Linked DNA regions of Lactuca sativa: region 1 is linked to region 2. The links are chromatin contacts, called in public Hi-C maps. All regions are on one chromosome and are shown on one strand. Each heading gives the region's core, a stretch centred on a gene start, on an enhancer-like site or on the middle of the called end of the contact. The rest is flanking DNA. Distances are from core to core; before and after follow the strand shown.

What was found. Hi-C and Micro-C count contacts between places; a contact is called where the count stands out from the background.
Region 1: a Hi-C map of seed shows a contact between it and region 2, with 4 times the contacts expected there. The contact joins the promoter of LOC111885710 here to the promoter of LOC111885689 in region 2. A contact is called at or near these places in 2 of 4 Hi-C or Micro-C datasets (leaf and seed).

What each region holds. Positions count from the first base shown.
Region 1 is chr3:144,456,894-144,461,847 of Lsat_Salinas_v11, forward strand. LOC111885710 reads left to right here and starts at 1,627. Exons shown (of 13, transcript XM_023881953.2): 1 at 1,627-1,788; 2 at 1,946-2,104; 3 at 2,202-2,291; 4 at 2,475-2,540; 5 at 2,646-2,711; 6 at 2,795-2,880; 7 at 2,976-3,021; 8 at 3,090-3,144; 9 at 3,243-3,500; 10 at 3,581-3,708; 11 at 4,089-4,193; 12 at 4,834-4,954. The coding sequence starts at 2,084.
Region 2 is chr3:143,788,971-143,793,540 of Lsat_Salinas_v11, forward strand. LOC111885689 (nicotinate phosphoribosyltransferase 2) reads left to right here and starts at 2,498. Exons shown (of 15, transcript XM_023881931.3): 1 at 2,498-2,969; 2 at 3,130-3,277; 3 at 3,374-3,493; 4 at 3,599-3,733; 5 at 3,804-3,865; 6 at 3,976-4,051; 7 at 4,159-4,260; 8 at 4,351-4,467; 9 at 4,552-4,570. The coding sequence starts at 2,797.

The DNA of each region.
Region 1 (4,954 bases), core at 377-2,876, 670 kb after region 2:
GACGCATGGTTTATTAGCGGCCTGACCATAAAGAGAGCGGTCAATGCTGTTGATTTGATGGGCCTTCTTCCACAACTATATGACCCGCAGAGTGAGCTCCTTTTGCTCCGATCATGTATGGGCATTACAAAACTTTTCTTTGGTAAAAGGACATGCCAGCCGGTACACATAGAAGAGGCAGCTTTGTTCTTTGACAAAGGATTATGTAGGTCTATCGAGGACATGGTGGTATGTGGAGGCCCCTTCTTTGGACACATTTAGTGGCGCCTGGCTTCCTTACCTATTCGTTTCGGTGGTCTGGGTTTGTACTCGGCATACGGGGTTTCCTCCTACACTTTTGTAGCCTTGAGGGCCCAATATTGGGCATTACAAGACCACATCTTACGTGACAGTGGCACATTTGGTATGGACTCAGATTACCTATGTGTTATGACTCGTCTTCGTGATACGATTATGGGATTTGACTGTAGCGGTTTCACTAATAAGGACACCGCCCCCCTAAATCCCAAAAAGCTTTGGCGTGTGCCCTTTTTAGCAAAATCGTCCAAGATATGGAAGTCGACTTCGACATGACCGTCAGACAGAAAGCAGTCTATGAGTGTCTGCGGGCACCTCATGCTCAGGATTTTCTGCTAACTATCCATATTGATGGTCTTGACTAGCATATGTCTCTTGTGGAGTATCGAACTATCATTCGCTACCGCCTCATGATTCCCCTATTCCCAATTGACGAGATATACCCAGTTTGCCGCAAGGCATGTTGGATACCTTTGGGGAACACGCAGTTCATTGTAGAGAGCTCCCTGGTTTCAAGTACAGACATGATGTGGTTCAGGATGTTCTCTTTGATGCTCGTCGGCGTGCTGGTATTTCTGTGAAGAAAGAAGCGCCAGTGAACTTTTTGACGGACCCGCATAATGGAAGGTCCACTCTTAGACCGGTTGACATTTTGGTCTTTGGATGGATAGGAGGGAAGCATGTGTGCGTGGATCTTACTGGGGTCTCTCCTCTCGTTGGTTTGGGGAGCGGGGGTTTCACAGTAGGGCATGCCGCTTTGAAAGCCGCTGCGTGCAAAGTGGTAAAGCACGAGAATGCATGTATAGAAAATCAACATGTGTTTGTACCTTTTGCATTCGATACATTTGGTTTTCTCGCACCAGAGGCGGTAGAGCTCCTCAATAGAGTCCAACAGGTCATGCATTATAATGTCATATATCCTAGATACACAAATGTTGTTTTCAAAAGAATTGATTTTGACATCCAGAAAGGGCTAACGACGCAACTTGTTGCCCGTTTGCCTTCAATCGATATATATTAAACTATTATAATCTATAAATTCATTTGATTAAAAAAAATAGATGGCATGAGAGGAAATATCTTTTCCACGATAAAATTCAAAGTTAGGAACAAAACGTTTATTAGAAAATATTAGGCAGAAAACATGACTTTTGGACAACCACAAAAGACCATTTCTATAAGTAACTCATACTTTTACTTGAAAAATATGCAAGTACTAATTTGTAAAATGAATTCAACATTAGGGTTATAAATGATGTTTAAGCTTAGTATAAGGTCCTAAATGTCACTTTCCCCATGAAGATAATATCCAAATATACGATTCCCTTTCCTGGTAAGCTCTTTTTGCAATTAGACGAGCGTAGCTGAGCGGCGCCTTGGAGAGAGAGAGAGAGAGAGCGCGCGAGAGAGATCCGAGAGTGGAGTGTGGCCCGACCCGAGGGATCTGCGATTTAGGGTTTTGAAATTCCGAACAAAACTATATAATCGAAGGTATCGGTAATCGATCGTTTAATTATTCCATTTTAGGTATACGTTTTTTCAGATGTACAGATGATAAAAATGGTGAGTTTGTATTGGAATATGATGATATTGATGATGATGATGATGGTGATTGTGTGTGAGAAAGAGGTGTGTGTATTGTGTGCAGGAGTCTCCTTCGTCTTCGTGTGTGAGAGATTAATTGAGAGAGAGGAATTTGGTGAGACCGGGAGAGCTAAAGAGAAGGAATTGAGTGTTGTTTTGTGTGATTTTCTCACTGTAAACCCTAATACTTGTTTTCTCCATTATGTCTGAGAAAAAACTCGTGGTAAGCTTCTCCTTATGCCTCCATTTTTTGTTTCTGTTTCATCGTTTCACTGAGAACTCAAATCCATGGTATGTCTGTATATATATTACCATATTAGGTATTGGGCATCCCTTGGGATGTCGATACCGATGGTCTGAAGGATTACATGAGCAAATATGGCGATTTGGAGGACTGCATCGTGATGAAGGTTAGTTACACTTTAGAATCACAACATGGTCTTTTGTATGATGAAATTTTCTTCAAAGGAATAAGCTTTAAAGATCAATGCTTGCTCCTTTCTCTCCCTTTCTTGATTAAAATGTGATAAATCAATCTGAATTTCTGTGAACAAATCCAATTTTGATGCTTAAACTGGATTTTATAATTCCAGGAGCGCTCAAGTGGTCGATCTCGTGGTTTTGGATATGTTACCTTTGCAACAGTTGAAGATGCCAAGGCAAGTTATTGTTTATTACTGTATTCAAACTTTCTTATTACATACAAGATCGATAGATCTTCATACTTATTAATTTAAATCATTTTCTGATGACAATTTTTATAGGCTGCACTTGCGAGTGAACACTTCCTAGGGAATAGAGCACTTGAAGTAAAAATAGCCACACCAAAGGTATTTTTTCAAACACTTTATCATATTCTACTTCTGAAATTTTCATAATTTTAATCAAATTTGCTATTTTTCTTCTTCTTTAGGAGGAAATGAGAGCACCTTCAAAGAAAGTCACCAGGATATTTGTTGCTAGAATTCCTCCCTCAGTTACAGAAGATGAATTCAGGAGGTAGATAATAGATTTTATACACTCTATAATTTGTTGTTGCTTTTTTTTTTGTCTCTATTAATATACAATGTGTTTGCTACTTTGTTCCTTTCCAGCCATTTTGATAAATTTGGTGAAATTACAGATTTGTACATGCCCAAGGTACATAAAATTTTATATTTTCTTCTGTTAATTTGTTTTTATAGGAACTTAATATCTAATTTCTGTAGGATCCAAGCACCAAAGGGCATCGTGGAATTGGTTTCATTACTTTTGCAACTGCTGGTAATTCCATTAAAGATTTAAATCTTTTTAATTTGATTAAAATTCAAACAATTTATCGAACTTTCAAGCAATTAACTTATTATCTTATTTGTTTACAGATTCTGTGGATGATCTCATGTCTGAAACCCATGAACTAGGGGGGTCAACTGTGGTTGTTGACCGAGCAACACCCAAAGAAGATGATTTCCGGCCAGTTAGCCGGATGTCTCACGGCGGCAGTAGCGGTGGTGGTGGTGGTGGTGGTGGAGGAGGAGGAGGAGGAGGAGGATATGGTGCATATAATGCGTATGTGACAACTAGATATGCTGCATTAGGTGCTCCTACATCATATGATTACCCGGGCCCCATTTATGGAAGTATGTTTTCATTTTCATTTTCCATAAAATTAAATTAAAATAACCAAACAATTATTTATTTAATTTCATGATTTTTACAGGAGGCGAGTCAACTCGGGGAATGGGAAAGAAAATCTTTGTTGGTAGGCTTTCTCAGGATGCTAGTGTAGAAGATCTTCGCCAATATTTTGGAAGATTTGGAAGAATTTTGGATGCTTATGTCCCAAAGGTATTTTAATTTACAATTTTGGTCCTTGATTTTATCGATCCTTTTGGTTTTGGTCCATAAAGGAATAGTTTTATAATGATTTTGGTTTCTAAAAGACCTGTTTGTATGTTTGGTCTTTATTTTAATGTTTCATATTGATGGTTTTGGTCTCTGGATCATTGAATCTAAATACTGAGATGATACTTTCTGAAAATGACCATTTTACCCTTGGACCTAGAATGAAAAAAAGATATGTTGTATTTATTGGCTGAACCAAAGCGATAAGAATATTTTGCTGATGGATGTTTGCAAGTTGATGATCATACTGTTTTTTCTTGGTCTTGGTCCAAGGGCAAGATGGTCAATTTAAAAAAATTAACAGCTTTAATAATAATATATAGGATCCAAAAAGATCTGGTCACAGAGGGTTTGGTTTTGTGACATTTGCTGAAGATGGTGTTGCAGATCGTGTGTCAAGAAGGTCACATGAGATTTGTGGACAACAGGTACTTTAAAAAAAATACATTTTTTAATTTTTTTTATATAACTTGTAATATTTTTTTAGAATAAATTACAGTTTTTTTTTTTCTATGTGTATGTTGTATACTCCGAATGAAACACAAATTTTATGTTTTTCGTTGGTTAAATCCAACTTCACATCTGTTGGTTCTTTGTAAAATGACAATTTTGCCCTTTGACCAAACCCCACAATAATATACATCAAAGACCAAATTTGTAATTTTGTTAGTAACATTTTCATAAGTCATAACGTATTTTATTTTAAATTATCTTGAAAATATAAGTTTTTAAATTATTTTCCATTTATTGAATATGATACGTTCTAACTTTTAACAAAAAACTTCTTATGTTGATGAAAAGTTATAATGGTATGATAAATTTACATATTTGGTCCCTGTAGTGTATTGTTTTTTTTTTCTCCGGGTTTGGTCTAAGGGCAATATAGTCATTCTGAAATAAACCAACAACCGTGTTAGTATTGATTGACCACAACAAAATGAAACAATGAGGACAAATTTGTAACAAAAGTAAAAGTTGGACTAAACCTGTTGATTTTAGTATACAATAGGGACCAAATTTGCAATTTATATAGTTATGTGGACTATGGAGTAATTTTTGCATTTTTAGGTTGCAATAGATTCAGCTACACCTGTTGATGATGGGGGGTCAAGTGGAGGAGGAGGAGGGGCATATTTGGAAAATCCTGAACCGTATGGAGGTAGTTATGGGCCCATGCGAGGCTATGGAA
Region 2 (4,570 bases), core at 1,248-3,747:
CAAAGAGTCCCAAATGATGATGCTATCCTGGATCTATGAGCTCAAGCTACCTAAGTCCTTCTTTGCCAACTTCTTCTTTCTTCTTCCAAGCTTAAAACCACCAAGATGGGCTTCTCAAGGTCAAAATCACACAATAATGAAAGGATGAGACGTTCTAGGGCTTTTCTGAGGTTGTGGAGGTTGATACGAGGCTAGGTTTTGAGTCCTAATGTTCCTTATATAGCGCTTGACCCTAAAATTAGGGTTTAGGGTCTCTTAACGTATGTTAGGCGTATATCTCGTACGCTGGGCATACGTCTCCATCACCCGCGATCACTTAACCCTTCTACACTGGGCATACCCCAGCTTACGTTGGGCGTACTCTCACGCTGGCCACCTTGCATGCATGGTCCTTTCTTGCCATCTTTCTCCATTAAGGACCAATATTGCCAATAACTTCAAAGTACTATATCTTCTTCATTCTAAGTCCGTTTTTGACGAACTTTATATCCACGAAAAGGTGTCGAGAAGCCCTACGCTTCTAGCTCCACACACAAGCCTTTCATCCTTCCAAATAAACCTGAGACCCATAAAAGTCTGAATCGCCCCTACCCTTGGCCTCTGAGACCAAAATTGAATACTTCCAAAACTGGGTGTTACATGTATGCTCGGGTTGAAATAAACCCAAGGGCGGGGCCCACTATTTCATGCTCAGGTTGAAATACACCCCAGGGCAAATTCCATATTTGTTTATTGGGTTGAAATATACCCCAGGGCAGGGCCCATATTTTCTTATTGGATTGGACTATACCCTAGGGTTAAACCCAAGGATATGTATGGTTTGTGCTTACGGCTTATGTGTTTGGTTTCAGGTATTTCCGGTTTGAAAGGAAATGGCCCGACGTGACTGCACAACATCCCCCAGAGTTTCCCGCATTAGCAATTTATGATATTTACTCTGATGTTTATATAACATATTCACCTTAATTGGTTTTGGAATGACTCGTTTGTATGGATTATTGCTCTAAAAATAACAATTTTACTATGAATATTTGGGACGTTACATACCCGTTAACCCTTTTATTGAAAGGGTTATGTATGGATCATAATCGATTCGATCCGTTCTTCAAGGAAACAAAAAAATATATTACTTTAACTCTAGAAGTCACTTAAATTTTTACATGAAATAATTTAATATATACTTGTATGTAATGTTGTAGAACTCGCTACTTGGTACTTGTTCGGCCGACTGACGAGTAGCGAGTACTCGGGACTACTCAGGAGTAGCCGGGAGTACCCATGAGGCCGACTGCCGAGTAGCGAGTACTCGGGAGTACTCGTGAGTAGTCGGGAGTACTCATGAGTACTTGGATTCCATAATTCATGTAAAATATTTTTAGTGAGATTATATATGTAAAAATCATAGGTTAAAATCATAAGTTGATTGAAATGCATAACAAAATTATATACATGTGAATACATAAAAACTGAAAACACACAATGGTTTCACTTCGTGAATAATTGATGAAAATTTAAGATATATATATATATATATATATATATATATATATATATATGTAGTAATAATAACATGTGTGTATTAAATAATAAATCATTAAGTATAGTATACATATTAATCACCGAGTTGACCGAGTTTTACAACACTGCTCGCTTCAGTAGTGGACCGATCGGGGAGTACTCTGATTCTATAACTCGCCTCGGTAAGGGGCCGAGGGGAGTACTCGGCCAACTCTACGAGTTTTACGAAACTGCTTATATGTGTTTACTTTTTTCCAGGTGATTAGTGAGTGAGTAGATCGGTTGGACTTTAGATTTTTTTGAAGATGCATTTTGATGTCTACATTTTCTCATGCATGTTTGCAATAGTAGACATTTGTTTTGTTTTGGAAACGTTATTTATTAAGCTAAAATTGAAGTTTTTTTTTGAATGAATGTTGTCTAGTTTTAATGATTTATGTTATATGTGTTATAATGTATAATTATAGCCTAATCTTAGACCATCCACAATGGGAGTTTAATGAGAGTTCAATAGAATAAATTTGAATATAATATAGAGGAGAGAGAATGTGGAGTTGAATTACCATCGAACGGTTGAATAGAATGTGCAGTGAAAAGTTGTGGATTTTTTAAGAATTTAATTGAATATATATAGTCTCTTTCTTAGTTGGCATTCTATTCAACTCTCCATGAGTTTAATGCATTGGAGATAACCTTAATATTGTAAATGAGCCGGATAAAATGGTTGAAAATTCATTGAACCGTGTGAACTATGGATTGGGGTTTGGGTCAAGGCCAATCTGTTCCAAACTTGCTCCATTATCAGGTCCACTTGATAATAATAAATAAAACAAATATGTCATAGTTTATGAAATGAAATAAATAATCCTAATCTAAAATCTATATTTTGTTTTTATATAATTGTTACAAATATAATCTTATTAATTATATAATTACCAAAGAAAAAAAATACATAAAAAAGGTTGAGCTATCGAAAATATCCCCAACAGAAAAAGTTTGTTTCAACAAGACAAAATTCACGACTCGCTAGTGAAGAATATAGAATAACGACACAGCCCCACTTCGGCGACGACGCCGCCACCAGCTGCCGACCTCCGCCATTTCCGTCCTTTTCTTTCCCCTCTTTTTTGATTCCATTGGCCCCTATCTATCTGAAACACGAGCGCACACACTTCCTGCTTTGATTCTCGCTCATACACACATATATAGATAAGGGGACGAAAATTAGGAAGTCTATACAACTTGTTTCATCTTGATTGAGCAAGCAACATACATAGAATGGACGTAAAACCTGAAGTTAACGGTGGCGTTAAAGAGGAGAAACATAATCGTCCGCCGCCGGTAATCGATGGTCCCACTAATCCTATGGTTACGCCGCTGCTCAACGATCTCTATCAGTTCACTATGGCTTACGCATACTGGAAAGCTGGAAAGCATAAAGAACGAGCTGTGTTAGTTTCTCAATTCCTTGTGATTTGTTTGTTTCTAGATGGAATTGATTGATTCCGTAATCATGGACTGAAGAAACTAATTAGATCGGTTACACTGGCTTTAGGGCATGTAATTTTGGAAATAATTTGGGAACTTTCTGCAATCTGTGATCTGTTTCAGGTTTGACTTATATTTTCGGAAAAATCCCTTTGGTGGTGAGTACACAGTTTTTGCTGGTTTAGAAGAGTGCATAAGATTCATTGCTAATTTCAAATTATCAAAGGAAGAGATTGCTTTTGTTCGAGAAAGTTTATCTCCTACATGTGAGGTAAAGCTTCAATTCAGATTTACTTGATCCTCATAAGTAACATAATCAAGTTTAAAGATTTGTTCATTGATGTCAATTTTCTTCTGTTCATATCAGGATGCCTTCTTTGATTACCTTGAAGGAATTGATTGTTCAGATGTTGAAGTTTATGCAATTGCAGAAGGGTCAGTTGTCTTTCCTAAAATACCCCTGATGAGAGTTGAAGGCCCAGTGGCTGTAAGTCAATCAGTCAAACAAACTATTTTACTATTTACCAATTTACCCCTTATGTGAAAAGAATATGAATTGAAATCCATTTATTCATATTCTGTTTTCTTACAGGTTGTTCAATTGTTGGAAACTCCATATGTGAATCTCATAAATTATGCATCATTAGTCACCACAAATGCTGCAAGACATCGTTTTGTTGCTGGAAAATCCAAACTTCTTCTTGAATTTGGACTTCGAAGGGCACAGGTTATTGTTTGAATACGAGAAAATGACCATTTTACCCCTCTATTTTTTAACAGAAATTCTTGTTTCTTAGGGCCCAGATGGTGGTATAGGGGCATCAAGATATTGCTACATGGGAGGATTTGATGCAACAAGGTGTTGACTATATTAATTATGGTCAAATTATTTATATATATTAATATATAACAAATAACAATGTAAAATTGTATCTTATATTTTTTTATTTATTTATTGTGAAATATTAGCAATTGTGCAGCTGGAAAAATATTTGGAATACCACTTCGTGGAACACATTCCCATGCTTTTGTTAGCTCATTCATGGTTAGTATTATAAAATTATGAAATATAAATAACCATTTTTTTTATTCAGTGAAAAAGTTCTTATTACAATTTCTTTTTAAAAGAAAATTATTAATTTTTTGATGTAGGGAACTGATGAGATTATAGATAAGTCTCTAAAAAGTCATGATGGATCTCAAGTATGTGAGGATTTTGTTGGTGCTTCTCAAACATGGTTAAGCAAAATAAAGGTAATAATTTTTCATTTTTCATTTTTCATTATTTATATAATTATATGTTATATTTTTAATAACTCTATTTTTTTTATTTATTTGTTTCAGAGGCTAAGTATATTGAAGGGTGTTTTTGGTGAGACTAATCAGAGTGAATTAGCTGCTTTTATTTCATATGCTTTAGCTTTTCCTGATAACTTTCTAGCTCTTGTAGACACATATGATGTAAGTTATTATTATTATTTATTATTTTTTTGCTTACATTACTAATTATTATAATCTGGGGTATTATTTATTGTCTTTTTCTAGGTGATGAAGAGTGGTGTTC